7 separate regions of the Mus musculus genome follow, and regions 1, 2, 3, 5, 6 and 7 are each linked to region 4. A link is a contact called in public HiChIP or PLAC-seq and Micro-C data. All regions are on one chromosome and are shown on one strand. The core of a region is the stretch at or near the end of the contact, and the rest is flanking DNA. Distances in the headings are between cores, read along the strand shown.

Region 1 (3,580 bases), core at 831-3,330, 420 kb before region 4:
CATAGACTTGCCTGGAGGGAGCTGGTGTTCACAGGGAGATAAGAGAGAAGCAAGTGAGTCCCCCAGCCCTAAGTGAGGCCTTGGATGAGGGGGAAGTGCCCAGACTGCCTCAATCCCTGAACAAAACTGCTCCACATCACAAAAGCCCTTTAAAAATAGCTCAGCGGAACTTCACCAGGCCAGTGCCTGACAAGAGTTCTGCTGGCCCCATTCTTCCCAAGTTAATGGCCAGCCCTTCAGAGATGGGGCTGAACGAAAGGTCTTTCAAATCCAGCACTGGGCCAGGGTAGGAAAGAGAGGCACAGAGGGCTCTTGGCATAAGCCAGGGATGCCAGCTCACATCTCCCAGCCTTGCCTTCCTCTCTATGAGCAGCTGGAGTGCCCAGAACAGGACAAGCTGTTGATGTACAGCTGTGCTAAGGACACAGCCGATGGTGCATGACACACTCAGTAAGCAGGACCCTGACTTCACAGGGCTCATTGGTGGCCCCCAGCCTCACCATCATGGAGACAGCATGGTACACCACATGCCATGGTTCCTGGAGAAGTCCATGGAGCCCTCTACCCTCCCCACACCCTGGGGTCCTGGCCCGTTCAGGGAGGGAGGGTGTCCCACCAATAGCCTACCTGCTAATGGCTGTGAGCCACACCTTCGAGGGTCCAGTTAACCTCACAAACAGCAACAAGCTAGAAAAAGCTACCCACCCAATCTGGAAAGAGAGAGTAGGCAGCCTGGGCTGGGAAGGATAGTTCTCCTGGATGTGACCTCCAAGGTGTCCAACTCCTCAGGACAGGGGCCAGGAGAGCCCAGGCAGTAAAGCCCCCTTTGTTCTAAGTCTGGGAGAGTGAGGAGCATGGGGCTAAGGCACTAGGTTGACCAAGACCTGCAAACGTGCTCAGAAGACCGATACCGGGGGTGGGGGTGGGGGTGAGAGCAGAGACCATGCACTGCACCAGAGCCTCCATCTACACCGAGCTGTCAGTTAACTGCCTGTCTTTCCGGGTGATGCAGAGCGCTCAGCCAAAGCTTCCCAGGACCCACTTCCAGGGCCACCCCTGGAGAGGCTGCGAGGAGGGGGGACACCTGGTGTGGAGGCACTAAAGATGCAGAGGCAGATCTGTGAAGTTGGGCAAGTGGAGAGCCACGCCTGGGACTGATCTAGTGGACCGTGGAGTGGGACAGACCTTCCTTCGCTCGTCAGCTCGGGCCATGTAAACCCATTTCCTGGTGCGGTAGAGACAGGAGAAGGGAAGGGGGGATGGAGAATACAGCCCAACCGTGCGACATCTAAGAGGGCGCCCAGGACCCTTGGCCCTCTACCGTCACTACCTGAGCGTTCTACCAGTCTCGCCAGCCCTCTTCCTCCCAACACAGTCACACTTGCCAGGGAGGGGGCGACAGGCCAACCTCGCAAGAGGCAGGAGCCGCAGCAGCATCATTAAGCATGAATCACCCACCCACCCTGCTCCAAGCAGGAGAGCCACACAACGCCCGGGCGCCCCCTCCTGGGACCACTGCCCCCCGCCCCGGCACAGCCCGGGTCCTTCGGACAGGAGGGGAGCAGCGGGTGGGCTGCGGATGCCCTGAGGACCCAGAGTGGTCCCTGGAGCACGCTGACAGGCGACACCCAGCCATGGCCGGGGGCGGGGGCGCGGATAGAACAATGGGCCAGGTGCGGGGCAGGGGCGCGGCCGGGAAGGGCGGAGGGAAGGTCGCGGCTCGATGGGGAATCGGGGATCTGGGATCGGGGCTCACTCACAGTAGGTTTTTCTGGTCAGCTCCTCCACAACTTCAGGCTTCAACTTGCTGTTGGATTTCCCCATGCTCGGCGGCCGCGGCCCCCGCTCCCCGGGCCGGACCCGCTCGGGGCGCCCAGCGGGAGCGGTTGGGTCGGGCCGGGGTGCGCGGAGGCCGGCAGGCCGGGCTGGGCCGGGCCGGGGCCGCGCCTTTGTCTGGCCGTGCCCGCGCGTCCCGTGCGCGGGGCTCCGGCGTGCTGCGCGACCGCGGCTGACGGTTCAAGGGGCCTCGGGGACCCGGCGAGGGCCAGGCCTTGGCGGTGCAAGCGGCCACGGCGAGGAGTTGCGCGGGGCTGAGAGCCGCAGCCGCCGGGGCTCGGTTGCCGCGGTCGTCCCTGGTTACTGGGCTGCGTAGCACATGCTCGCTACTGCTGCGCCGCCGCCGCCCCTACGCTCCCCGCCTCCCGCCCGCACCGGCGCGCCAGGGGTGGACTCGGAGCCGCCACTCATCGCCCGGCGCCACCTCCCGCCCAGCTCCGACAGGCGCGAGCTCCGCGTTGAGGCACCCCCTCTCCTGTTGGCTCTCCGGGGACGCTGGGAGGTCGCCGCACCGCCCCCTCCGCCGATCCATTCCCCCCTCTCCGCAGCGGCGTGGGCAGGGAGGGCCCGGAAAATCGGACGTGAACGAGGCCAAATCCCTGCCCGGCGCAATTCATTCATTCCACTTAGATGTGTTGGGCGCTGGGGACCTGGCGGCCAAGAGGACAGACGCGATCCCAGACCTCTCCAGGAGCATCCTGATGTGCTGGCTGGCATGGGTTTCGGTGGGAACACTTTTGCCTGGCCTTGAGGGAAGTGACTTCAGATTGAGAGAGGAATGGGGTATCAACCTGGAAGGGGTCTGGCCTGGGAGGGAGAGCAGCCTCTACACCCGGGGCTCCAGGCAAGGCTGGGAATGATCTGAGGCCAGGCAGAAGGGCCAGAGCTTCTGGAGACCAGCCTGGCAAGCCGCTTTCCCCAAAGACCTGGCCTCTGTCCCCGGTGCCCAGGAGTACTTGCAGTTCAAACCTTCTCTGTTGTGGGGCTTGCTTGAAGTGGCCAGAGGGAGCAGAGCCTGTTGGTGGGGCTCCATGCCTGGAAGCCTGCAGCTGGGGAAGGACTCCAGGAAAAGGATGGCCTGCTCTCCCCTCCTCCCAAAATGTCATCGTAATTGAGACCTCTCCTGACTTTCTGCCCAACTCTGTCTCCTTAACAGCTCAGGAAAACTTGGACCTCTTAGTCCATTGGCGCTTGCTTCTTCCAAAGAATGAGCCTCAGGGGGAGGGGAGCAGAAATATGTCTTGCTCTCAGAAGGCCCTGAGGGCCAGTGGCAACTTCTGTGAGCCAGTCTTAGTAGCAGAGGCCAGGGAGCCAGCCCAGCTAAACAGGGAAGTGGGTGGGGAGGCAGTAGGATCCCTGGTTCACAACTGGCTTAGACAACATTAGGAGGAAGAGTTCTCAGGGAAAGGCATGAAAATAGATCGGGTAGGGGAGGAATGACCCATGCCAGGAACCAGAGCCCTGGAAAGACCATGGCAAGATGAAGCCATTCCCTCCTGAGCCAGCAGGGATGCAATCACGGACAGAATTTCTTTTTTTCCCTCTCAGAGGGTGTAAAACCCTGCCTGGGGCGATGGTACCTTTCAACCCCACCTCTTGCATGTCTCCAGCCTTCAGATGGTCTCGGTTCCTTCCCTTACATGAGCCCAGGCCAGACCCAGGTCCCAGCTTGTTGGTGTGAAGAGCCCGTTCGATACAGGAAGTGAGCAGACATGGATCCTGGAAGCTGGCGCTGTGCCACAGC
Region 2 (3,914 bases), core at 1,281-3,780, 300 kb after region 4:
CAAAACAAAAAAACAAAAACAAAAGACCAAATGCCTATAATTTCAGCATTCATGAGGCTGAGGCAGGAGGATTGAAAATTCAAGGCCAGCCTGAGGTATGTTGGGAGATCTAGCGCAAAAGGAGGCAGTGGGAGTGGGAGGGGGCATGGCTTGGGATGGCTCGGTCAGTTAAAGCAGCCCTCTGCAAGCGTGAGGGACTGAGTCAAACCCCACAACCCACGGTTCTCATTTTGTTTTTGAAAATGAGCCCGGCTTGGTGGCACACATGTTATAACCTAAGCACTGGGAAGTGGCTAGAGTAATCCACAGGCCCCAGGATCCAGGGAGACACCTCTCTCATGGTGTGAAGTGGAATCCTGAGGAATAACACCTGAACTTAACCTCTGACCTCCGTACATACATCCATCATCCATAACAGCATGCATATTCACAGAAGGAAAAAAAAAAGTTTGAAAGATCCAGAGCATATATAAAGACTTAAAACACACACACACACACACACACCAACAGGGGTGTACAAGAAAACTGAGCAGAGCATAGGGGTGCACACCTTTACTCCCAGCACGCAGAGGGCAGAGGCAGGAGGATCTCTGTGAGTTCAAGACCTGCCTGGTCGACAGGGTGAGACCATATCTCAAAAAACAAACACCTCCACTACAAATAAAAATGTCTCCCACATGCTTGGATATTTGAACTCTTGGTCCATAGTTTGAGGTGTACCTTCCTGGAGGAGGAGGGGATGAGAGTCTAGAGTCTCACACCACGTCCAGTTTCCTCTCTGGATAACGATGTGACCCCTCAGCTCCTGCTCCTACCGCCTTCCTCACCATCACAGAGCTCCTGTGGAACTGTGAGCCAGAATAGTCTCTCTCATCTAGAAGCGGCTTGTGCTTGCCTGTTGTATCACAGGCACAGAAAAGTAACTAGTGTGCCCAGTGAGCCATCTTGACACACCCTTTTAAAACATTGATGTGTGTGTGGGAGAGAGAGAGAGAGAGAGAGAGAGAGAGAGAGAGAGAGAGAGAGAGAGAGTGTGCGACTGAGTATGAGTGTGTGTGTGAGAAAATGTGTGTATGTGTGTGTTTGTGTGAGTATGTGTATGTGTGGGAGAATGTGTGTGCATGTATGTATGTGTGTGAGGGGAGAATGTGAGTGTATGTATGTGTGTGTGAGTGTATGTGTGAGTGCATGTGTGTATATGTATGTGTGAATGTGTATATGTGTATATATGTATATGTGAGTGTGTGTGAGTGTATTGTGTGTATATATGTGTGTGTGAGTGTGTGTGTGTACCAAGGCATGCACATAGAGGTCAGAGGTCCACTTGCTGTGAGAGTCAGCTCTCTCTTTCACTGTGTGGGTCCCAGGGATTGAACTACTGTCATCAGACCCCCTGATAAGCCTCCTCTACTTTTTGTTTTGTTTTTGAGGCAGGATGTCACTCCATAATGATATCGACCTAAACCGGCCTTGAACACACAGCAATCTTCCTAGCACAGCCTTCCCAGCACAGGGACAACAGGTATGAGCTACTGCACCTGGCCAAAGGTTTTCAAAGAAATAAATCCAATAAAAGGCAAGTTTGTACGATCACCTGTGAACACAAAGCAACAAGAAACAGCCAGGTGTGGTGACTCAAGAGTCTGCGGCAGAAAGATTGTGAGTTCAGGGCCAGCCTGAGCTACATAACAAGTTCCTGCCTCAGAGTGTGTATATATTAATTTTAAAAATGCTATAAGACAATATAGCAAGTTCATAAAAGAACAGAGTAGAGGTGTCCTGGAGAGATGTTTGGTGCTGATGAGCACTAGTCAGTGCTCCTGCAAAGGACCCAGAATCAGTTCCTAGGCCCCTCACAGTGGCTCACAACCTTCTGTACCTCCAGTCCTAGGGGATCTAACACACTCTTCTGTCCACAGGGACCAGGCACACACACACACAGTGAACAGACAGACAGGCAGACATGCAAGTCAAAACAGTCATACAATAAAAGCAAATAAAGACACAAAATTAAAAGATAAATAAGACCAGAAGTGCTGGACGTGATTGTGACAATGACTGTGACAATGACTGCGAGGAGATGCAGAGGTCAAGGATGTGGCTCAGTGGTAGAGCAGCAGCCTAGCACATACAGGTAGTTGCATTTGCTCTCCAGCGATATGATAAGCCAGTACGTAAATAAACTAAAGCCCTGAGATTTTATTTCTGACTCATTGCTGATGGTGCTGTACACATCTGAATTTTGGTGTCTTGCCATTAAACCAAAGAGCTGCAAGTTTGCGATATCAGTTCTTTGTGGATTGTTCACTCGCTTGTGTTCCATCTGCCTTTAGGGACCCCACATCCAGAGCTACACAACATGGCCACTTAAGAACTCAGAGACCTCCTCCTTTCAGGAGTTAAGAGCCCCTAGGGCTCCCTGCAGTCTTTGAAATTGGAGAACGAAAGCTTTGGGGACCATGGGCTCAGCCACATCAATGGAGCTCCTTCCTGTGGCATCGTGGGTCGTGCTCCCTGTGACTCACATCCTCCTCCTCCCTCCATCTCCTCTCTGAGTAATAAGCAATTAAAACAAGGGATGAAAAGACAATCTAGGGATGGTGGGAGAATGGATTCAATTCAGCCAAAGAAAGAATTAGATTAAAAGAAGATAGGTCAGAAGGAAATATCCAGGTCCAGCAATATGGCTTGCCACCAAGCACGGACGCCTGAGTTTGATCCATGAAACCCACGTGGTGAAGGAGAGAACTGATTGCCAGCTGTCCTTTGACCTCCCCATGTACCCGAGGCATGTGAAAATGCTTCAAGTGTTTATGAGCTGAAGAGATGGCTCAGCTCTTCAGCACTTGCTGCTCTTGCGGAAGACTCAGGTTAGGTTCCCAGCACCGACCCGGCAGCTCACAATCATCTGTAATTCCAGCCTCCTCCGATCTCTGAGAGCACCAGGCACACACACGGTAGACACATATACATACATTCAGATAAAACACTCATACACATAAAATAAACCTCTAAAATAAACATCTAAGACAAAACATCCAAAATGCATTTCAGAGAAGCATAAAATGGAGAGATTGGGGGAAAAAACAGACTAAAAAAAGATAGGGTTTAATTGAATCTCAGAGAGAAGGGAAGTAGACAGAAACAATGTTTAAAGATGATTCTTGCCTCATGGTAGTGGTGCACACCTGTAATCCCAGCACTCGGAAGGCAGAGGCAGGCAGATCTCTGTGAGTTCGAGGCCAGCCTGGTCTACAGTGCTAGTTTCAGGACAGCCAGAGCTACACAAAGAAGTCCTGTCTCGATAAACCGGGGGAGGGGGGGGAGGTGATTCTATGGGCTGTGGGTATGACTTGTGGATAGAGCCCTTGCCTACCATGTATGAGATCCTGGGCTCTATCCCCAAACCACATAGACTGAGATGGTAGCTTAGCCAGCCAATGAGTCTCTAGAACTGATGGATGCCAACAAGCCACAGGTTGAAGAGAAATGAAAATAATCCAGACCTCAGTCTGCCACACAGAGGCTGCCCCGAGCATCATGGGTAAGCAGGCCACAATCCTGTGAACAGACAGTAGCCACAGCAGCTCCAGGGCAAGCAGACATCACAGAACCCAGAGGCCTGGAGCCATGGAAAGAACAGCCCTTCCAACTGGATGGTCACTACTAAGAAAGCCCCTGGCTAGAGCCGGGGGCAGAAGCTCCAGCCTGAACACCATGACAGCAGCCTGGTGTCAACAGGGGTCACTGGAGGACAGCAAGGTTGGGATGTGAGCCTCTGAAGGGTACAGCCAGGCACACTCACTGTGGACTCCTGGGGAGCCCTAAAAGGCCAGGCTTGGTTGTCACAAGCTCCCAGTGTGGTAGCTCAGAGAGTATGAATCCAGATGAAAGTTTGGGGGAGGATGCATTTG
Region 3 (3,976 bases), core at 843-3,342, 340 kb before region 4:
ATAGGAAGCATAAAAGTAAAGCTGGGGCTGGAGAGACAGCTCAGTGGTTTGAGCACTGACTGCTTTTTTTCCCCCAGAGGTCATGAGTTCAAAATCCCAGCAACTATATGGTGGCTCACAACCATCTGTAATGAGATCTGACGCCCTCTTCTGGTGTGTCTGAGGACAGCTACAGTGTACTTACATATAATAATAAATGAATCTTAAATAGAGAAAAGTAAAGAGGGCCCTGTAGCGTGCTTTGGTACAGTGAATTTTGGAACTGTCAACACTGAATTTTCTCCAGTTTGGCAAGGAGGGAGGAGGCTGATGGAGTAACCCCTGACCCACAGGAAGACACTTGCCTCAGCATCCTTGTCCGTGGCTCCCTCAGGCTCGTTCACAGAGAGGCTGCTGACGTTGACCACCATGTACCCATCCTTGAAGAACCCGAAGGTGTTGAGATGGACTTTATGCCGCACATCATCCTACAGAGATTGGGGTTGATGTCTCATTAGTCAGCTTGTTCATTTGCTTGACAAGCTAGCTATGTGTCCGGTTTCATGGTGGTCAGTCTAAGTTTACATAGGTGCAAAGACAGACCCAGCTGTCACAAGCTACCCTTTAAATGTTGAAAAGGATTCCGACAGATGTCAAAGCCCTGCAGAGGGCAACTGTGGACTCATTCATTTCAGCATACTTGTATGGGCTCTGGGCAAATTGGTCAGGGTCAAGTTGACATGTGAATCCCACAGCAAGGTGAACCATGATTAATCAGCCTGCATTCTTCCTGAAAGAAGAGTGCCTGTCTTCTGGTAGGCAAAACTTTATAGAGGAGGCCAAGTCACAGGGTGCACACCTTTAATACCCACCCAGGAGGCAGAGGCAGGAGGGTGAGTTCAAGGCCAGGCTGGTTTACACTGAGTTCCTGACCAGCCAGGGGTATATAGTGAGAACCTGTTTAAAAGAAAGACTAGCGGGAGTGGTGGCACATGCCTTTAATCCCAGAGGCAGGCTGATTTCTGAGTTCGAGGCCAGCCTGGTCTACAAAGTGAGTTCCAGGACAGCCAGAGCTATGCAGAGAAACCCTGTCTCAAAAAACCAAAAAAAAAACCAAAAAAAAAAAAAAAAAAAAGACAAACAACGGCCCCTCAAAAAAACATAGGGGGCTGGAGGCTAGGACCTAGTTCAGTTAAAAACACTTGCTGCTCTTCCGTCAACCATCTCCCATCAACCACATTAGGAGGCTCATAACCATCTGTAACTCCAGGGGATCTTTTGCCTCTGGCTTCTGTGAGCACCTGCATTCATGTGCACACACCCACATGCAGATACATACACCTACATAGAATTAAGAATAATTTAAAATTTAATATTTATGAGGCTGGAGAGATAGATCAGCGGTTAAGAGCATTGACTGCGCTTCCAGAGGTCCTGAGTTCAATTCCCCGCAACCACATGGTGGCTCACAACCATCTGTAATGGGATCTGATGCCTTCTTATGGTATGTCTGAAGACAGCTACAGTGTATATAAAATACATAAAATAAATAAATCTTTAAAAAAATACTCCCCACCCCCAAAATTTTGTAATGTATAAAAGAAACCAATTCTGGCAGGGGAGGGGAGTGTTGAAGTAAGTACAAGCGCCCTGCTGCCCTCAGCTCCTCCCAGACTTTTGTCACTTGACCCTAAGTGATAACCAGTATGCTGGGCCTTAGGGCAGAAGCTAATGCAGAGGCCCTCCCAGGAACAAGTCAAGTGGAGACAGACAACTGAGCAGGGGGAATCCCGGGCGTGCTCAAGCCTCAGCCCACAGAGAAACATGCCCAACCCCTGCCTGCTCCATGTCTCAACTGATGCAGGACAACACATTTCAGGACCAGGACAAGATATCAGCAAAGCCTTCTAACACAGCTTCGTCCTGACATGTGACATTACTGAGACTACATGAACTGCCTGTGACAAGGTGGCTCTTTACTCATAATGCTGGAGCTACCCAAACAATAGCAGCTGTTGATGGGACCCTCGCCTATAGCTACAAGTTTCCAGGCCTCAGGGGCTGTCAATGGGACCTTCTGAGGGACTAGGATAAGCCCCACCCACAAGGCCAAGAGACAATGCCCTGGAAAGCTGCCACCAGGAGGGTCTTATTCCCTGGCTGACTCTGGCTCCCCATCCCAGCTAGGTCTGAGGGTTGGAGCACTGGCCTTCAGCAACGGTCTAATACAAACTCTCTCCAGACTCCTGCAATATCTCAGAATGGCACTCGCTTCCTCCCCTCCCCGCTCCAGCCAGTGTTTTCAACTCCCTCTTCCCTTTTTTGGTCCTCTGGGAATTTCCTTTACTGCAGAGTTCAGCTAGGCATTTGGAGCAGTGTGCTGCCTCTCACTTCCCAGTGACAGGAGACTGAGGCAAACCCACACTCCCACAGAGAAGCAATCTGCAGAGCAAAGCAAGCCCACTCACAATACACACACACACACACACACACACACACACACACACACACGACAGGATTTGGAGGGGACGGTGACTGCTCCTCAGAGAAAGGGACTTTCCAGTCACTTGAGGGAAAGGCAAGGCTTGAGAAAACTGTAAAAGCACTAATAATTGTTTCCTGCTGGCTACAGTGTGTTTACATTGGGGAAATAACCTGAGTTGTACATTTATGTTCAGCACATACGGATTTTACTTTTTTCTTGTATTTTGTTTATTTACTTGTGTGTGTATGCACATGTCACAGTACAAAGAAAAAGTCAGAAGACAACTTGTAGGAGTCCAGTCCCCCCTTCCAGCATGGGGGGCCCAGGTCATCAGGCTTTCACTGCTGAGCCATCTCACTGGTCCCAAACTTCCATTTTCAGAGTATAAGTCTTCTACTCTGTCCAACATGTAGGAAGTTTACAGCAGACACACATGAGAGGCAGAGGCAGGTGGGTCTTTGTGAGTTCAAGCCTAGAACAGCTAGGGTTACACAGTGAGACCTCATCTTTAAACAAAGCCTCACTGAGGCTCTATGAGGAGCACCATGCACCTGACACAGCAGCACACCTGTAGCGCACACCTGTAGTGCACACCTGTAGCACACCTGTAGTACACACCTGTAGCACACCCCAGCACTTGGCAGACAGTGGCAGGAGGATCAGGAGCTCAAGAGGATGAGAAGTTGGGTGGCAGCTCAGTATTCCTGCCCTCTCCCTGCTACTCTCCTGGAAATGGCAGCCAAGCTCCCTGACAATGGGACAGTACATCCTCATGTGGGGACAGAGAGGGTCTGCCAGAGCATCCCAAGGCTGACCCTGCCAGACACCAGCAACAGAGAGGATGCACTGGCCACCTCCTGCACAGGACCCAGCAGGGCTCTAAGGAGTGCTCTGCAACAGGGAGCTGCCTCCCTACAACTCTACAAGGCGGGTGCTGCTCTGCTCAGGCTACTGTGGAAGAAACAGGCCCAGACAGGTAAGTGCTGGCTTGGACCAGAGAAGCAGACCCAACCCAGGCAGGAACTCTACACCTGGGCACTTACTCACTGCATGCCTTTCATAAGCAAATAAACAGTGCATCTTTTATCTTGCTTTGAACTTGTCTGCATTACACAGGAGTCGAAAGTGCCAGGGCTTGTCCCTGCTTACACACACACCTCTGCCAATTAGGGGAACAAATCCCAGACGACCCACCACCTCATCTACAATTATCTTGGTATGTATCTCCATTGTGGGCCAAAAGAAAAACAGCAACAGTGTGCTGTAAGCTTGATCACAGTAAGCTGCACATCAGGTGAATTCAACAAGATCATTCAGCTATGGAAAGTCAAGGTCGCGGGGACATGAAACACTGTACTGGAGCGAGGATGCAGCTCAGAGGGAGAATGGTGCCTGGAATGTGTAAATGAGCCGCTAGATTGGAATACATCACCACACCTAGATACCCAAACAAGGTCAATATTAAGAGTGTGCCGCTCTCGCCTGGCTCTCCTCACAGGCGCTCTGCCAACA
Region 4 (4,155 bases), core at 401-2,900:
GAAGATGGTGAGGCCAAGGCCAGAAGGACCACACCTAGATTCACCTGTTGCATGGGGTTTGTATTCTGCCCTCTGAGTTCCACTGAAGCTCTAGTCTGGGGACCTTCAAAGTGACCTTATTTGGAAGAAGGGTCTTGTAGATGTCAGGAGGCTAAACTACTGCTATTCTGGATCAGGGCAGCCTCCAAAGCCAAGTGCTGGAGCCACTGAGGAAAGGAGAAGTGACCTGGACAAAGGCACAGACCCAAAGCAGGAAGCCACGATGTCCAGTCTTCATGGTGCTGGGTATGGAACTCGAGGCATTCTGCTCGGTGAGCCAACTCCCAGGCCCAAAGGGGAACTTTTTTTTTTTTTTCCCCATGAATAGGGATGTTTTGCTTGCATGGCCATATGTGCATCACTTTTGTGCCTGTGCCCACAGCGTCCAGAAGAGGGCACCAGATCCCCTTGGCCTAGAGTTATGGGTGGCTGTGAGCCACTATGAGGGTGTTGGGAGCTGAACCTGGGCTGATCAAGATCTCTCCAGTAACCTGCCACCCTCCACCCGACTCCTCCCCCCTCTTGGAGATAGAGCCTCACTATGTAGTCCTGGCAGGCTAAGAACAGAACCTAGGTCCTTTGCAAGAGCAGCCAGTATTCCTAATTGCTGAGCCATCTCTCCAGCCCCTGTACAGATTTTTTCCCCATTATTCCCTTAACAACCCAATAAACAATGACCAACCTGGTGTTTACTCTGTTGGGTGCAGAGTCCCATAGAGCTGAAATAGGTCATGAGAGGAGCTGTGTACCCATTCTGTGTAAGATCCTTGGCCACTGGGTTTGGTGTCCTGGGCTATCCTGGAACCAAGCCTAGCATCCCAACACTTGAGAAGTGGAGGCAGGAAGGCTCTTGGTTAAAACAAAGAAGAAATTTTGTTCCAAGCCAGTAACTCTATGGCAGATGGCAGGTGCCAAGCAGAGAGAACACAAGCCCCCATAAGGGATTGGAGCTACACCTATGATGGTGCAGCCTCAGGACCATTGACACCTCCCCATAACTGACCTTTTTAGAGTCATCAGGGCCTTGCCGCAGGACTCAAAGTTGCAGCCACTCAAATTTGCGTAGGGGGACGCTACCTGGTACAGTCCTTTCTGCTATGTCAAAGCTTCCTCCTGCTCAGGGTCTAGGCAAGTGATATTATGCCAATTTTCCAGATCAGGACATGAAGGTTCACAGAGTCCCTCCAGTGAAAAGTGGGAAAAGTGGGCAGCCTGTTTGGCTAGGCGTCAAGGGACAGAGAATAAGGAACTGCCCCCAGCGTCTGTGGGGAAGAGTTGGGGTGCAAGATCCTCATTACGCCACTTGGTCTACACAGTGGAGAAACTGAGGTGGTTGCAGCCTTTCCTTAGAGAGTGGCCAAAGTCAAGTAGGCTGCAGAAAGTAGTGTTCAGGCTCCGAATAGGGCCTGTGTCACCTCGGATTGGAGCCAGTCAGTAGCGGGGCCGCATGCCCCGTCGGAGCTCAGACGCCCTTCAGCGGCCTCGCGGGGAATTTCAGTGCGGGGCGGAGCCGGACAGTGATGATCGCCGCGAGGTCCTCCCCGGCGGCAGGGGGCAGTGTGACTCACATGCTCCCTCAAAGGCCCGCACGGACCGGAAGTAGGAGTGGTAGGATAACTTCCGGTGCGGAACTGGGGCCTGGGAGGATTGCTCACCGGCGCGGGGTCTGAACCGGTAGATCGGGAGGTGGTGGCCTGTGGGTGTCGGAACACGCGGCCGACGCCATGCCGTTCTTGCACGGCTTCCGCAGGATCATCTTTGAGTACCAGCCCCTAGTGGACGCCATCCTTGGCGCCCTGGGCATCCAGGATCTGGAGCGGCAGGAGCCCCTGGATGAGTAAGTCGCTGCGGTCCTCTGTGGTTGTCGCAGCGGGAGTGGGAGCTGCGTGGCCGCGAGCTCGAGCTCCAGCCTGAGGCGGGCTCGGAGTGTCTTGTAGGGCAGAAGACCCGGGCCTCTGCTGCCTGTGCATGGATGCTGGAGACGTCCTGGCTGGGGCCGACCGGACTTTCGGCAGACAGCAGGCCTCTCCGAGAGCCTCTGGGGAAGCAAGCCGGTGTGGTCCGTGTGCCCTGTGCAGACCTCCTTGGGTACTCGGAGCGCTACGCCTTCGGAGTGCTTGTGCTACAGAGACAAGCGAGCACCCAGACCGGCATCGCGGTCTGAGATGCAGAGTAGGGTGGGGCAGAGGAGCTAGCAGTCTCACCAAGGATGTCTTTTCTAAACCACATCAGCCCTTTCCTCTGCGGCCTACTCTGTAAATGCAGTGCCAGGCGTTTTTAAGAACTCGGAGGCGGGGCCGCAGGGCTGCACAACAAGGCGCTACTGCCCTCCTTTGGCGGAGCCCAGCATATTTAGGAGGGCTGCCCCAGATAAGCGTTTTGTGTCCGGGCGTTGGTCAGATCTTAGGGCCCACCTGTTGCAAGAGGTCTGGTGGGTGAGATTAGGGCGAAGAGCAAGTAAGGCGCGTCGTGGCCAGGTGACTCTGAAGGTGGTGTTTGGGCCGTTGTCAGAGCTGGGGTAACATATGGAACAGCGTCCAGGCCCAAGATGCACTTAGTAGGTAGTTTTGTCTAGGAAGGGTGAGAGCTTTAGGGCTACCCTCAAGGTGGTGTGAGAGAAGATGGGGCAGAGCCAGCACTTTGACAGCATGCTGAAGGATGGCTTTGAAATCACTTAATGCTTTTGACCAAGAAAGAGTTGTGCCCCACAGAGCATGCGCAGCTTGTGTGGATGCTTGTGAAAGGGCACACAGGCTAGGGCCACTGGCCCCCGTGAGTTCCCACTTTCTCTGTTCTGCCTCTTGGTGCACAGTTCTGCTTCCAGCGAGGAGAGCCGGATCCTGGTCCTCACGGAGCTGCTGGAGCAGAAGGCTCACTCTCCATTCTACCAGGAAGGCGTGAGCAATGCGTTGCTGAAGATGGCTGAGCTGGGCCTGACCCGGGCAGCTGCTGTCCTTCTGCAGAGTGGGGCCAACCTCAATTTCGAAGGTCAGCAGCATCCTGAGGATGGGGGTGGGGTGAGGAGGACTAGGCAGCCAGGCCCAGCCACTGCTTTTCCTCCGGTCTTTGGGGTGACTTCCCTTGTTCTTTTCCTGTGGGTGTCTTTCTGGGGGCTCTTAGCGCCTCTACTCCCACATCTTCCAGATCAATCCTTCTACCATGTAGAGAATACACTGGCAATGCCCAGAGCTAAGGGCAGGTGATTTCTCTGCTCTGAGCTGTCCTGCAGGTTTTGCTCTGGCCCTAGAGGTGGGAAGATAAGCCACACTGGGCATCTGTTACAGCAGGCTGCATAGGTTCTTTACGCATCAGGAATGATGAAGGGCCAGCCACCTGTCCTGCCATTGGCTGTCACCCCTAGGAGGTAGGAGACAGGTAGGGCTGCCTATGAGCTTGTGGGGGTCAGTGCTGACCCCCACACAGGCCTTCATGCCTTTCATTGGAAAACAGGCTCAGAGACTACAGGGAACTTGGGAATCCTACAAGCTACAGATGTTGGGGAGGGGGGGTTATTCCAAAACCCATCCACATTATGGTCAAAGGGCCTGGCTGTGTGATACATGCAGAAGGCTGAGGCAGAAGGATCTCTAGCGACCTTGTGCTACCTAGCAAGGTCAGGGCTGCCAGAGCAAGGTAGTAGGGACCCTGGCTCAAGAAAACAAAGGCTGGCCTAGAGAGATGGCTCAGAGTGTTAAAAGCACTGACTGCTCTTCCATAGGTCCTGAGTTCAATTCCCAGCAACCACATGGTGGCTCACAACCATCTGTAATGGGATTTGGTGTCTTCTTCTGGACAGTTACAGTACACCCATATAAATAAAATAAATCTTTACAAAACAAAACAAAACAAAGGCTGGCTGTGCTAAGCTGGAGCATGAAGCCACACTGCATTCTCCTCAGGAACAGCCCTGAGGGGGAAATAAGCAGAAAGGAGCCGATACAGATGAGCTGTAGCCTACAGGAACACACCAGGACAATGCAGATAAGCTGTAGCCTATGGGAACACACCAGGACAAGGCAGATATGCTGTAGCCTATGGGAACACACAAGGACTTGATCTACACACCTGAGAAAGGGGTGCTGGGGCGAGGCTCTGAGGCTAGGTCCCGAACCTTCA
Region 5 (3,734 bases), core at 1,069-3,568, 280 kb after region 4:
TGGGGTACAGTTCATCAGGTGGCAGGAGCTTGCAGCGGCTGGTCACATGGAGTCCATAATCAAAAACCACAGAAAGATGTGTGCTAGCACTCAGTTTGCTCTTTCTGGGCTCTACTATCTGGGAGTCCACGACCTAGGAAGTGGCTCCACCCATGGTCAGGATGACACCCATCTTCACATCTGTTAACACGGGACAGGCCAGAGGCCATCTCCCTTGAGGTTCTAGACTGTCAAGTTGACTATATAATAACCACCACACGTGGCCTAACTCTGGCTGTGCCCACCCTGTACCACAGGTCTCAGGCTCACCCTGGGCCATCACTGGCTAACCTTATGAATTTGCTGGGTGCTTCTCACACTCTCCCTGTCCCCATCTGTGAAGTGATGGAACTAAGGACCACTACACCCTTCTCACCGGCAAGTGAGATTCGGGCCCCCTTTTCCAGCAGTAACCCTGTATAAGCAGAGATTGAGACTGTGTCTCAAATACCTGCCTTTCTACAGCCATGGCTCATGGGAGGCCCGTGGGTGTAGCGATATTATTCCCTCTGGGTCTCAGTGGTGACACCATGGCCCAGTTTCTGCTTGTGAAGCATTTGTGTGTCTCGCACAGACCCTGAATCCAGAGTTTGACTTCTCTACCTTCTCTTCTTCCTCGGTCCCTTGCTTGTAGCAACAGCTAAACCACTTTCTAGGCTTCTGTGGGCCCAGTCCTGTAGAGACCATGGGACACATGGGGAAATAACACCTGGTTCTGAGATCCTATGACTAAGGTGGGTGTTTGCTCCCACAATGATGGGGCACAGCTCCAACCACCAGCAGGAGAGAATAGAACCCAGGGTGGAGGCTGCCAGAGTCTGAGAACACTCTGAAGGTTCATGCCCTGGGAGCCAAGGGCTCCACTGGCTTTGGCATCCTCGGCCTCTTCCTCTTCCTCCTCCATGGGCACTGGACATGTCTAGGCTGAGAGGATGAAGGAAGTACTGAAGACAGACAGAGTCCTGATGTTGTCCCACACTGGTCTAGCTTACAGGGAAGGACCTGGTGCTGCACAGAGAGATGACATTCCTTAGGACACAGAGGAAGTCAGTAGCTGAAAGGCCTTATGCAGTCTCCCGGCCTCACACCCAGCCCTTTGTCCACTGAGCAAATTTAAGATGCAGGGAGGGGCTGGAGAGGTTGCTCAGTGGTAGAACACTGGCTGCTTATGTCGAGGACCTGGCTTTGTTTCTCAGCACCCACATGGGGCTCAGAACGACCTGGAACTACAGTTCCAGGGGATCTGATGCCCTCTTCTGGCCTCTGAGGGCACCAGGCATCCATATGATACACAGACATACATGCAATCACACACTCGTAAAACAGAAACAAATCTTGAAAACAGAAGAGTCTGTTTGTCATGATAGTCAAAGTGCGGCATAGTGGACTGTGCCAGCAGAGGACTCCCACCCACTGGGAAAGACATCTCCACAAATCATGGTTGCTGGAAGAGGAAAGCCAGGGACAGGAAACAACCTGTGACTCTCAAGGCTGCAAGCACTGAGGAGGGGGGACTCATCTAGGAGCCAAACTCCTAGTCCCCCTGCCATGGGTCCTTAGAGCCAGGAGCACCCCTTATGGGACTGCCAGCCCATCAGCTCTTCACACCTGTCATCAGTTCCAGAAGAGAATGAAATGTCAGGCATGGGGAAGGGCAAGGGGCGGTGACTGCTTCACAGGTACAGAGCCTCACATTCGGGGACATGAGCCACTTCCCTTTCTTTTGACAATTTGATGTTAAAATTTTATAATCATAGCCAGGTGTTGTAGCAAACACCTTTAATCCCAGTGCTTGGGGTGCAGAGGCAGGCGGATCTCTGAGTTCTAGGCCAGCCTGGTCTACAGAGTGAGTTCCAGGACAGCCAGGGCTACACAGTGAAACTCTGTCCCAAAAGAAAAAAAAAAATTACAATCATTAAAATGTATCTGGAGAGGAGAGCACACGTCATACCACAGTCCCTGTGGAGAGGCCAGAGGACAACAAGCAGGAATGGTTTCTCTCCTTCCACCATGTGTGTTCCAGGGCCGGAATTCAGGTCCCAGGCTTGGCAGCAAGCACTTTTATCCACTGAGCCATCTAGTCAGCCCTTCAGTTCTTTTTATTTTGGTAAAATACACATAACACAAAAGTTACTCTTTGAGCCACATTGAGTCTGCAGTTCAAGGTGTTTAATCCACACTTGACTTTTTGAAAACAGAACCTCCTGCCTCCACATCCTGCCCAGGCAGGCCCGGGGAGGGCTGAGCAAGACAATCGCTTGGCTGAGCAGTGAGGAAAAGGAAACAGGAAGGGTCCGGAAGGAAGCGGCTTCCCAGCAGCCTGCTCAGCCCCACCCAAGTCCTGACCAGCCTCAGCCTCCTCCAGGAAGAGTCACCATGCCTCACCTCAACAACAGCTGGGGCTTGCCCCCACCCGCCCCCGCCCCCACCCCCGCCCGCCCCCGCCCCCTCCAAGCAGGAAGCATGAGAAACTTCCCTGGCCTCCACTCTAGTCAAAAGGCAGGTATGGTCAACTTGAAGAGTCCAAGGTTCTCATCCATAAAGTGGGGAGCAGGTGAGAGCTGGATTCCCCAGCCATTCTGAGAGCTTATGTAAAGCAAGCTTGGAGATGCTACCAAGCAGCTTCCGGTGCCAGCGGCATCCCGTGTCAACAGCTTCCGGTGTCAGCGGCTGCTAGCGATGTCACGTCACGGCTGTCATTCTGGCATCTTGTGTGTCCTGGCCGTGGGTCTCGTCAGCATCCCTAGACCAAGTCCTTGAGCTTCAGTAGAAATTCACAGGGTTCACCATGACTCTGGGACCAGCTCATGGCTAGCTCTGTGGCCAAACAAGACACAAGACTGTGAGGGACAAGAGGGGACAGGCAAGGCCTCTGTGCTCTGCCAGACTAATAAACAATAAGTACATTCAGGTGCTTGGGAAGGGTCAGTCAAGCTTCCTGGGGACATGAATGAAGGCGGACAGACAGAAAGATCCAGAGTGGAACCACCGGGCAAAGGCCAGGAGGTGACAAACACCGTGGAATATACAGGAAACAGGACGCAAAGGGAAAGGGTAGGAGAGGGAAGGGTCTGGGGGAGACCAGCGGGTGGGCAGATCAGGGTTTGTGTGTGGCCCAGCGCCATTTTGGCTTTCCTTGTAGGTAGAAGAGGCTGCAGGAATACTTTAGAGTGCTGGCCTATGGTCAGAGGAGACCTGAAGTGTGCAGGCACCACCTCAGGCAGGCATCGTGGGAGAAAGACTTGGAAGAGAAAGAGGCTTCTAAGTGGGTGGGGGGAGCTGGAGAGGTGAACTGGTTAGCAGAACAATGTCCCAAGCGTAACCCCTGGGGCACACAGATGGCTTGTTTCACAGCAGAGAGGAACAGAGGCAGCTCACCAGCCTTTGAGCCGGGGGTTTCTTCTAGTTCATCCGAGTGACTGAGGGACTCTGAGATGGGAAAGCAGGTAACTGAAGAGCAAGCAGGGCCAAAGATCAGGAAGGTAGTCAGGGGGTGGGCTCTCTGCTTGGAGAAAGGTAAGGAGGCTGACCCTTACACACACACACACACACACACACACACACACACACACACACACACGGGGGGGGGGGAACAGAAATAGAAAGAGACTGCAGAAAGAACCCACTGCTAACACACACATACAAGGGGGGGGGACAGAAACAGAAAGAGACTGCAGAAAGAACCCACTGCTAAC
Region 6 (4,160 bases), core at 1,445-3,944, 510 kb after region 4:
CTTCTCAGACCCCAAGCTGGATGGCTTCCAACTTCACCTTCAAGTTGGGTGTTTGCTCCCAATCCTGCAAGCACACCCTCTCTGCCTAGTGCTTGCTCTGCAGAGCCCTCCTTACCTGCTGTGGAGACAACGTGGAGCAGCATTTCAATCTCGCAGGTGAAGAGGGTCCAGCTGCTGTAAGAGTACTCCCAGCGGACAAGGTAAGCCCTGTCATCCAGCATGACTTGGCCCACAGTGCCCTGAGGAATGCGAAGGTTGGTCTGACCCCCTATGGAAGAGAAATGCCTGTGATCCTCCTACAAATCTGGGAGGAGGACCTCCTGGCAGACACCACTCCTACAACCTTTACATGAAAAATGCTAAAGTTGGACGTGCTGGCACACACCTGCAACCTCAGACATTTGAGGCTGAGGCAGAGGAATGCTTTAATCCCACCCTGAGAACTGACATCTTGCCCCCAAAATTTTGTCTTCTTTTTTTCTAGAAAGGGTGTCACTGTGTAGACTGGGCTGGACTCTAACTAACGCACAAAGACTCACCTGCCTCTGCCTCTGCCTCTCTAGTACTAGGATTAAAGGAAGATGTGTGCCACCACACCTGACTTTTCCAAGTTGAAAAAAACAAAACAAACAAACAGGAAAAAAAAAACCCAAACAGGGTCAACAGATAAAGGCACTTGCTGCCAAGCATAATGAGCCAACTCTGACACCTGGGACCTCACATGGTGGAAGGAGAGAACCAATTCCCAAAAGTTGTCCTCTAACCTCCATAAATATACTTAAGTGTATGCACACAAACTAGATAGTCATTTTTATTATTTTATGTATTTATGTATTTATTTTGTACACAAGATCTCACAGTTCTATTCAGGTTGGTAGTGAACTCACAGGCTCAAGTGATCTTTCAGTCTCAAATCTTTCAAGTAGCTGGGTTCTAGAACTGTGTGCTACCAAGCCTGGTTTCAAATACACTTAACATCAAATTTCTCGTATTATTAACAGAACTGTGTGCTGTAGGGCTGGTTCCCATTTAATCCCAGTGCTCACTTGGGAGGCTGAGGTGAAAGCTAGTGTGGGCTACAAAGTTAAGACTAGTCTCAAAACCAAAAAACAGTTTGTGTTTTTGTGACTGGCAAGCCACCTGCAGGGTTTATATGTGACATAATCTATATGAGACTACAAGCTATCAACACAGCATGCTCTAAGATAACAGTTTCTCTTTAAGATGGAGTGGCATTCCTCTTTACACATATAGCACATGTTCATTTACCTCTCAAATATCCACTCGAAAACTTTTATTTTATACACAGCCTTTTCCCAACCATCTCTTGTTGAGGACTGTGGTTATGAAAATGACACGCTAGTTCCTAAGAGTTCACATGTTCAATGCAGTATTATGTATGAAGGCCTGACGCTGATGCATAATGATTGCAGAGGACCAAAGGGATGAGCGAGGTAGTTGCTGGTCCTTGTAGGAGACAGCAGCAGAGGGCACACAGCCAGGACAGTAGGCTATGCCCCTTTCTCTGTAGTACTGAAGTATGCTCTGCAAAAGTGGCACGTATGGTTAGCCAAGCAGTCATCACCCTGGTGCCAGGAAGGTTTACAGAGCACGTTCATCTTTCAATTTTTTTTTTTTTTTGAGACAGGGTTTCTCTGTGTAGCTCTGGCTGTCCTGGAACTCACTCTGTAGACCAGGTTGGCCTTGAACTCAGAAATCTGCCTGCCTCTGCGTCCGGAGTGGTGGGATTAAAGGCGTGTACCACCACTGCCCGGCGATCTTTAAATATTTTAAGGCAGACCATAAAGACTACCATTTTGACTTAGCTTTGTGGAATATTCTAAAAGCGAGGAGAACTAAACTGGCAAAATAATGTTTGAGTCTTTCCAAATCTTAGCCGTCTACATTGCTGTACAAGCTGTTCTCACCACAGCTGTACACTGGACCACTGCTCTCTGTATAAAGAATACTATTCCACTGAGACGGAGTGGAAGAAGCAACAAGACTCTACTGGGTAGAGCAAGCAATGTACAGAGTCAACAGTGTCTGACAGAATTCCCACTGTAGTGCAGATGGTGATCCTATGATGGTGGTCCTTTTCATGCAGCTTGCTAATCCAGTCTTCGTCCTTTTGAGACAGGGTCTCAATATTTAACCCTGGCTATCCTAGAACTTGCTGTGTAGACCAGGTTGGTCTTGTACTCTGCCTGTCTCTGTCTCTACCACTGTCAGCCCAATTTAAATCTTAACAACCATTCACACAAAACAGGTCATTAGAAGGATTATCTATTTTCTACATCTTTGAGCCTACTAACTTTTTTTGTTTGTTTGTTTGTTTGTTTTTGAGACAGGGTTTCTCTGTGTAGCCCTGGCTGTCCTGGAACTCACTCTGTAGACCAGGCTGGCCTTGAACTCAGAAATCCGCCTGCCTCTGCCTCCCAAGTGCTGGGATTAAAGGCATGTGCCACCATGCCCGGCAAACCTATTAACTTTTAAGTCTGATTTATAATATGACACCAAATAATGTGTAATGGTGACAAGTGAGACCCATCTCCTTTTTGGTGTGTCACCCGAGATAAACTACAGCACTGGAGCAGAGGTGACCCTCCAAACCCACACTGCACATCAGTTCATGGGCCACACATGACTTGGGCAGGAAGTCAGTGTAATCAGCAATGGACTTTCACTTACTTTAACTCTGACATCACTAAGCAAACAATCCCCAAAGTCTCTCCACAAGGTGGAGCTTCCAGGGAGCGTATAGAAAGCACATCTGACAGTATCAGAAGAAAATGTGCATTATTCCGTCCGTGATTTCTACAAGGACTTGTGTGAACACTAAAACTGAGGAGGGCACTTTGGTGCACACCTTTAACTTCTAGCACTCAGGAGGGAGGGTCTATAGGATCTCTGAGTTTGAGGCCAGCCTGGTCTATAGTGTAAGTTCTATGATAGCTAGGGCTATGTAAACAAACAGACACTGTCTCAACACACACACACACACACACACACACACACACACACACACACACACACACACACATAAAACAACCCATCCAAAAAAGATTTTAAATCAAATTTGAAGTGCTAAAACTTGGGCTTGAGCTGGGCATGGTGGCGCACGCCTTTAATCCCAGAACTCGGGAGGCAGAGGCAGGTGGATTTCAGAGTTTGAGGCCAGCCTGGTCTACAAACTGAGTTCCAGGACAGCCAGGGCTATACAGAGAAACCCTGTCTCAAAAAAAAAAAAAAAAAACAAACAAACAAAAAAACAAAACAAAACAAAAAAACTTGGGCTTGAGAGATGGCTCAGTGGTTAAAAGCACTGACCACTCTTCCAGAAGTCCTAAGTTCAAATCCCAGCAACAACATGGAGGCTCACAACCATCTGTAATGGTATCCAATGCCCTCTTCTGGTGTGTCTGAAGACAGCTACTCATGTATTCACATACATGAAATAAATATATCTTAAAAAAAATACTAAAACTAAACACAATATAGGAATATTTCACTAGTATCAACATGTACATACAGAAAACAGCAAAACTGTTTTTCTTCTAGTTTGATATTTGAATTATATGTATATAAAAAGATGGGTGCTCTGAAGAACACTTTAGGGCTGGATCCTATCTCATACTGCATAGACTCTGTGGGAAAAATGTTTAAATAGGAAACCTGAAACCTCCAGTGTTTAAGGGGTGAAAAGTCATTAAGTCAGAATAAACACACACACGCACACACACACACGCGCGCGCACACACTTGCGCGCACATGCTCCCATGTCCTCAGCAGGGCTTTCCTTCAGAAACCAAGCAGTGAGTGTCCTAGCATAAGAGAACATGCTCACAAAACCTTTGGGGTTAGTGTGCCTGCTACTAACACTGTCAACTTGACACAAGCTGGAGTCATACAGCAAGCATCTCAACTGAGACAATACCCCTCTAGCCTGGCCCGTAGGTAAGTCTGTGAGGCATTTTTTGGACTAACAATTGATCTGGAAGGCCCAGCCCACTGTGAGTGGTCTCAGCCCTGGGCAGGTATGAGAATGCAGGCTGAGCAAGCCAAGAGGAGCCAACCAGTAAGCAGAGTTTCTCCATGGTCTCCGTGTCACTTCCTTTGATAATGAACTGGAAGAGAAAACCAGCCCTTGCCTCCCCAAG
Region 7 (3,686 bases), core at 150-2,649, 310 kb before region 4:
TTGTAACTGCCTGGCAAAGGAAGTAGGAGGTCCTGAGGTTTAAGGCAAGGTTTCTCAGCTCCGCCCCTCCTTCCTTTTTCTTTCTTTCTTTTTCCTTTTCCAACAAATTTATTATTTTGTGCTTAGTTTTGGTTTTTGAGACAGGATCTCACTATGTAGCTGTAACTCATAGAGATCCACTTGCCTCTGCCTCCATACCTCACCATTATTGTTTACCATTGTTATTTTATTTTAGCTGAGGTTTTCCCCTTTGTGGACCAGGTCATCCTACTTGGTATTTACTATGTGGCTCAGGTTGGCCTTGAACTTGCAGCAGTCTTCCTACCTCTGCCTCAGGAGTGTTAGGACTGGTTAGGAGTGTTAGGTCTGGGACGGCACACACTGGGCTGAGATTCACCCTTTAAGGAGATTTAACTCACTGTTGGAAAAAGATGAACGGGTTCAGGATAACAGGGAGTGGAGAATTGTGTAGAAGAGGGTCACGACTCTGGAGGAGAGGTCTCGGAATTCAGAGAAAGAAAGATTCTGAGGAGACAGTTGGAAGCCCCCAGATTCTCCACAGCATGTGAGAAATGACATTCTGTGGAGTTTTGGAAGAGTTAATGAGATGGTTCCCATTCTGCGTCAGCCACCCACTGGCCAGTTCACCTCCTCTGTTCACATCACTAGGCCTGGACTGGTAGACACTGCCTCCTTTTGGCAGCTGAGGCTCTCCCCCAGATAGAGGTGAAACCTGTTCTAGACCACCCAGCCAAAGAGTGCAGAGGCTGAATTTGAACCCTCCAAAGTCCCTGTGGGCCCTTCAGAGATTCTGCTGTCCTTCAGCAGGGTAACAACTTCACTGCCGAGATTCCTGGCCAAATAGGCAGAAAAAGGCACTGGTTATAATTCTTTGGGCTCACATTCCCGAGTTCTTTCCCTGGGTTCCTGGATCTGCTGGATTGCTGTTCCCTTCAACGTCCTATGTACACTGTGCACCGACGTCACGGTCCCAGGCCCCACTCCTACGCGCGCGCTGCCGAGCTCTTTGGGCCTCCACAGTGTCTGGATAGTGGAAGAAGCCACTCCGGGAGCTTCTAAGGTGGGCGTCGGCGGCCACCTGGCGAAAGTTCTGAAATGCAAAACAGCGCTAGGCGCGATGGGTAGAAGGCAGATGGCGATGGAGGGACGTGATCACCAGCAGCCCAGTCTGCAGACAGAGAGCGCAGGTCCCAAAAGAGTTGGGCTCGCTGGTTGCCGAATACCGATGACGAGCAGGAGTCCCCAGGGGTTCACGTCCTTCCAGACCCCCGGGGCAACTGCGCCAAAGGGAGCCTGTGGGCGGGACGGTATGCACGAGCTGTCAGTCCGGTCCCGCCCCGTCCCGCCTCTCGTCCCGCCCCATCCCGCCCCTCAGCTCCGGTGCGGGGCGGGCGCGCTGCGGCGGTCGCTGCTGCTGCTTCCTCGGGCCATTTTGCTCCGCGCGGAGCGACGAGAGGTTGCGAGCTCGGGCTAGAGGAGGCGCGGGCCGGGGGAAGCGGCGGGCTTTCCGCATTCACAAGGTTCGGAGGGCCGCAGCGATCGCCGGCGAAGGGGGTCGGAGGCCCCTTCCCGGTCCCTGCACCATGAGCTGGGGCACTGAGCTCTGGGTGAGTGAGGGGCCGGGCCGCGGGCGGCCTGGGCGGGAGGCGCATCGAGGGGCCTCGGCGTGCGTCGTCGCCCAGCAAAGAGGGAGCGCGGATCGGGTGGCCCCGGCGGCCTCGGGGCGGCGTGGAGCTGGGTCCGGGCTCCCGGAGCGGCAACCCGCGGGCGTTCCCCGGGGGCGTGGGGCCCGCGCTGTGCCGGGCTGCGTAATTGCGCGCGCCCCTGGCCGGAGCTCTGGGGCCGATCTATACGCTTGGAGGTGCGGGCGGATCCCGCGCTACTCCCGGGGGCGGGGCGGCCTGGCAGGCGCAGGGTTTCGGGTCTCGGGGGTACCGGTAGCGAGAGGTAAGGTCTTCTCTCTGAAAGTGAGGACTTTAGCCCCGAGGCGGTTGGAGCGCACTTGTATCTTGGAGACAGCTCAGATTCTGAATTTGAGGGGGGCTGCGGTGTTTGGTCCGCAGGGGGACAGCGGTAGGGGAGATCATAAGATAGCACGGAGGGACGATTGCCGGGGACCTGGTTCTGTCCTGCTGCCCAGAGGAAACGAAACGGTTTCGAGAGGGGATAATCTTGCGAGGATCCTTCCTTTGGGGGTGCAGGTGGGTTAGTGATCAGCTTGTATCTGGAAACGGTCCCATCGAGGGCGATCAGAGGACGCCAGGACAGCTCTCAGGGCATCTCCGGGAAAGGGAGGCCGTTGGCCGAGGGGCAGGGCCTGTTGCCCTGCCTTCCTCTGGACTCGAGCACGGGGAAAGGCTGGTCATAGGCGTGCGGTGCAATGGCCTGGGTGAAGGTGGGGAAGAAACCGCGGTTACTGCGCTGAAATGTGCCCGAGACCAGTCCTTCTCAGTGATGAATCCTAAGTGCCCGCTGACTACCTTTCTGAATTCCATTTGTGAAGGGTGTGGAGGGATAAAGTATGGGGTGGTGTTGCCATCCAAGATGAGGCCAAGAAATGCCGTGTCAAAATAAGGTTAGGGCAATTAGGGAAATGCTGTGCATCCCCCTTAAATTATTTTCTTTGCCTTGATTGTTTTTACATAACCATTCCTTAGACTACAGTAGCTTCTGCTAATACTAAAATCCCGGGAGCATTGGCTCCCAAGATAACTCATTTCATAAACATCCTCTGTCAAAGGGGTTCCCATTCATTCGGCTGTCAAAATGTCAGGTGACCGGGGCAAATGCCCATTTTGAAAATAAATGTAACGCATAGTTTGAAAGCAACTTGTACACACCCACAGTAGGCAAAACTGTTCGCCTATGCGTGCTATTTTCTTTTCTGATTTGGGGGTGTGTGGTTTGGTTAGTTGATTGGGTTTTGGTTTGGTTTGTTTTTCTTTCACACCGTGGTGGGGGCACATCAGAAGTCAAGGTCAGCAACAGAATGGAAGTCTGGGCATGTGTTCAAACAGCAGGGCATAACTCTGAAGGCAGAAAATACTTGGTTCTTGAGCGACTTAGGGAGGTGGATATTTTGTAGCCATATTGGTGAAGGATGTAGCTGGTGACCCAGGCGAGGGCAGGTATAGCTGGGCTAAAGAGCTGACATCATGGCTGTTCTTCCTGCATCTTTGAGGAGTGGAAAACAGGAGGACGTCAAACACAGGAGCCACTCCTGGTGACTCACACTGTAATCCCCAACTCTGGAAAGGCTGAGGCAGGAGGATTGCTGTGAGTTTGCATCCAGCCTGGAATACATAGTGACTCCCAAGTCAGCAGGAGCTACGTGCGTAGTAAGGCCTTGTCTGAAAAAGCAAAACAAAAAGCTACCAAGGATGTGACTCAGGTAAAATACTTGCCTGGCCTGGACCTGGACAAGGCACTAGAGATTGAACCTAGCACCAGAGGTGGAGAGAAGAGAATGTCAGGAAGTATTTTAAATGGTGAGAGATATAAAGTATTTGTATTTAGCTTACTTGATAAATTTGTGAGTTTTCTTATAGCCAATAGCAGATTGGCCTGCCATACTGTAGATGAAGTATATGGAAATGAGAAAATAAAAAGGGTGACTTAATTTTTATTTTTGGTTTTGTTTTTAAGGCATGGTGAGTACAGGCCTT

What was found. Hi-C and Micro-C count contacts between places; a contact is called where the count stands out from the background. HiChIP or PLAC-seq counts read pairs in DNA pulled down with a chosen protein or histone mark.
Region 1: a contact with region 4 is called in an HNF4G HiChIP or PLAC-seq map of pancreatic cancer cells. The contact joins the promoter of Ncs1 here to the promoter of Asb6 in region 4. A contact is called at or near these places in 1 of 39 promoter capture datasets (liver), 1 of 484 Hi-C or Micro-C datasets (embryonic stem cells) and 1 of 115 datasets of contacts at active chromatin or transcription factors (pancreatic cancer cells).
Region 2: a contact with region 4 is called in an HNF4G HiChIP or PLAC-seq map of pancreatic cancer cells. The contact joins the enhancer-like site here to the promoter of Asb6 in region 4. A contact is called at or near these places in 5 of 39 promoter capture datasets (the C10 cell line, the HPC-7 cell line, cranial neural crest and 2 more), 1 of 484 Hi-C or Micro-C datasets (bone marrow-derived macrophages), 15 of 115 datasets of contacts at active chromatin or transcription factors (acute myeloid leukemia, bone marrow-derived macrophages, double positive thymocytes and 8 more) and 3 of 9 other capture datasets (adipose tissue, liver and pancreatic islet).
Region 3: a contact with region 4 is called in an H3K27ac HiChIP or PLAC-seq map of embryonic stem cells, with 7 read pairs. The contact joins the enhancer-like site here to the promoter of Asb6 in region 4. A contact is called at or near these places in 1 of 39 promoter capture datasets (erythroid cells), 1 of 15 datasets of contacts at CTCF or cohesin (the NIH/3T3 cell line), 7 of 484 Hi-C or Micro-C datasets (CD4 T cells, CD8 T cells, the G1E-ER4 cell line and 3 more), 8 of 115 datasets of contacts at active chromatin or transcription factors (the SCID.adh cell line, embryonic stem cells, large pre-B cells and 1 more) and 1 of 9 other capture datasets (pancreatic islet).
Region 5: a contact with region 4 is called in an H3K4me3 HiChIP or PLAC-seq map of embryonic stem cells, with 3 times the contacts expected there. The contact joins the enhancer-like site here to the promoter of Asb6 in region 4. A contact is called at or near these places in 8 of 39 promoter capture datasets (the C10 cell line, the HPC-7 cell line, HPC-7-derived erythroid cells and 5 more), 1 of 15 datasets of contacts at CTCF or cohesin (the NIH/3T3 cell line), 3 of 484 Hi-C or Micro-C datasets (bone marrow-derived macrophages, forebrain and regulatory T cells), 16 of 115 datasets of contacts at active chromatin or transcription factors (acute myeloid leukemia, bone marrow-derived macrophages, double positive thymocytes and 7 more) and 4 of 9 other capture datasets (adipose tissue, embryonic stem cells, liver and 1 more).
Region 6: a FOXA1 HiChIP or PLAC-seq map of pancreatic cancer cells shows a contact between it and region 4. The contact joins the enhancer-like site here to the promoter of Asb6 in region 4. A contact is called at or near these places in 3 of 39 promoter capture datasets (liver and pre-B cells), 1 of 15 datasets of contacts at CTCF or cohesin (large pre-B cells), 5 of 115 datasets of contacts at active chromatin or transcription factors (the SCID.adh cell line, embryonic stem cells, large pre-B cells and 2 more) and 2 of 9 other capture datasets (liver and pancreatic islet).
Region 7: a contact with region 4 is called in a Micro-C map of embryonic stem cells, with 1.6 times the contacts expected there. The contact joins the promoter of Fnbp1 here to the promoter of Asb6 in region 4. A contact is called at or near these places in 1 of 39 promoter capture datasets (erythroid cells), 1 of 15 datasets of contacts at CTCF or cohesin (the NIH/3T3 cell line), 7 of 484 Hi-C or Micro-C datasets (CD4 T cells, CD8 T cells, the G1E-ER4 cell line and 3 more) and 8 of 115 datasets of contacts at active chromatin or transcription factors (the 230-238 cell line, the SCID.adh cell line, embryonic stem cells and 1 more).

Annotation. Positions count from the first base shown.
Region 1 is chr2:31,244,423-31,248,002 of GRCm38.p6, reverse strand. Ncs1 (neuronal calcium sensor 1) reads right to left here and starts at 2,080. Exons shown (of 8, transcript NM_019681.3): 1 at 1,761-2,080. The coding sequence starts at 1,824.
Region 2 is chr2:30,526,272-30,530,185 of GRCm38.p6, reverse strand. No RefSeq gene overlaps it. Among named protein-coding and RNA genes, the nearest start is that of Gm14487, 6.5 kb to the left of the region's middle. Within about 2 kb of position 2,530, at least 28 of the 459 cell types and tissues checked have an H3K27ac peak or open chromatin away from gene starts, as enhancers often do. A contact at or near this core is called in pancreatic cancer cells, where this site is marked.
Region 3 is chr2:31,163,512-31,167,487 of GRCm38.p6, reverse strand. Gpr107 (G protein-coupled receptor 107) reads right to left here. Exons shown (of 18, transcript NM_178760.4): 2 at 345-467. Among named protein-coding and RNA genes, the nearest start is that of Gpr107, 13 kb to the right of the region's middle. Within about 2 kb of position 2,092, at least 107 of the 459 cell types and tissues checked have an H3K27ac peak or open chromatin away from gene starts, as enhancers often do. A contact at or near this core is called in CD8 T cells and embryonic stem cells, where this site is marked.
Region 4 is chr2:30,825,795-30,829,949 of GRCm38.p6, reverse strand. Asb6 (ankyrin repeat and SOCS box-containing 6) reads left to right here and starts at 1,650. Exons shown (of 6, transcript NM_133346.2): 1 at 1,650-1,876; 2 at 2,852-3,027. The coding sequence starts at 1,764.
Region 5 is chr2:30,546,600-30,550,333 of GRCm38.p6, reverse strand. Gm31585 (a long non-coding RNA gene) reads right to left here. Exons shown (of 3, transcript XR_374225.3): 2 at 3,418-3,489; 3 at 2,490-2,856. Among named protein-coding and RNA genes, the nearest start is that of Gm31585, 4.0 kb to the right of the region's middle. Within about 2 kb of position 2,318, at least 72 of the 459 cell types and tissues checked have an H3K27ac peak or open chromatin away from gene starts, as enhancers often do. A contact at or near this core is called in the HPC-7 cell line, adipose tissue, bone marrow-derived macrophages and 4 more, where this site is marked.
Region 6 is chr2:30,317,990-30,322,149 of GRCm38.p6, reverse strand. Nup188 (nucleoporin 188) reads right to left here. Exons shown (of 44, transcript NM_198304.3): 16 at 116-268. Among named protein-coding and RNA genes, the nearest start is that of Gm39780, 21 kb to the right of the region's middle. Within about 2 kb of position 2,694, at least 8 of the 459 cell types and tissues checked have an H3K27ac peak or open chromatin away from gene starts, as enhancers often do. A contact at or near this core is called in pancreatic cancer cells, where this site is marked.
Region 7 is chr2:31,139,721-31,143,406 of GRCm38.p6, reverse strand. It overlaps Fnbp1 (formin binding protein 1), which reads left to right and starts at 1,399. Exons shown (of 17, transcript NM_001177648.1): 1 at 1,399-1,628. The coding sequence starts at 1,605.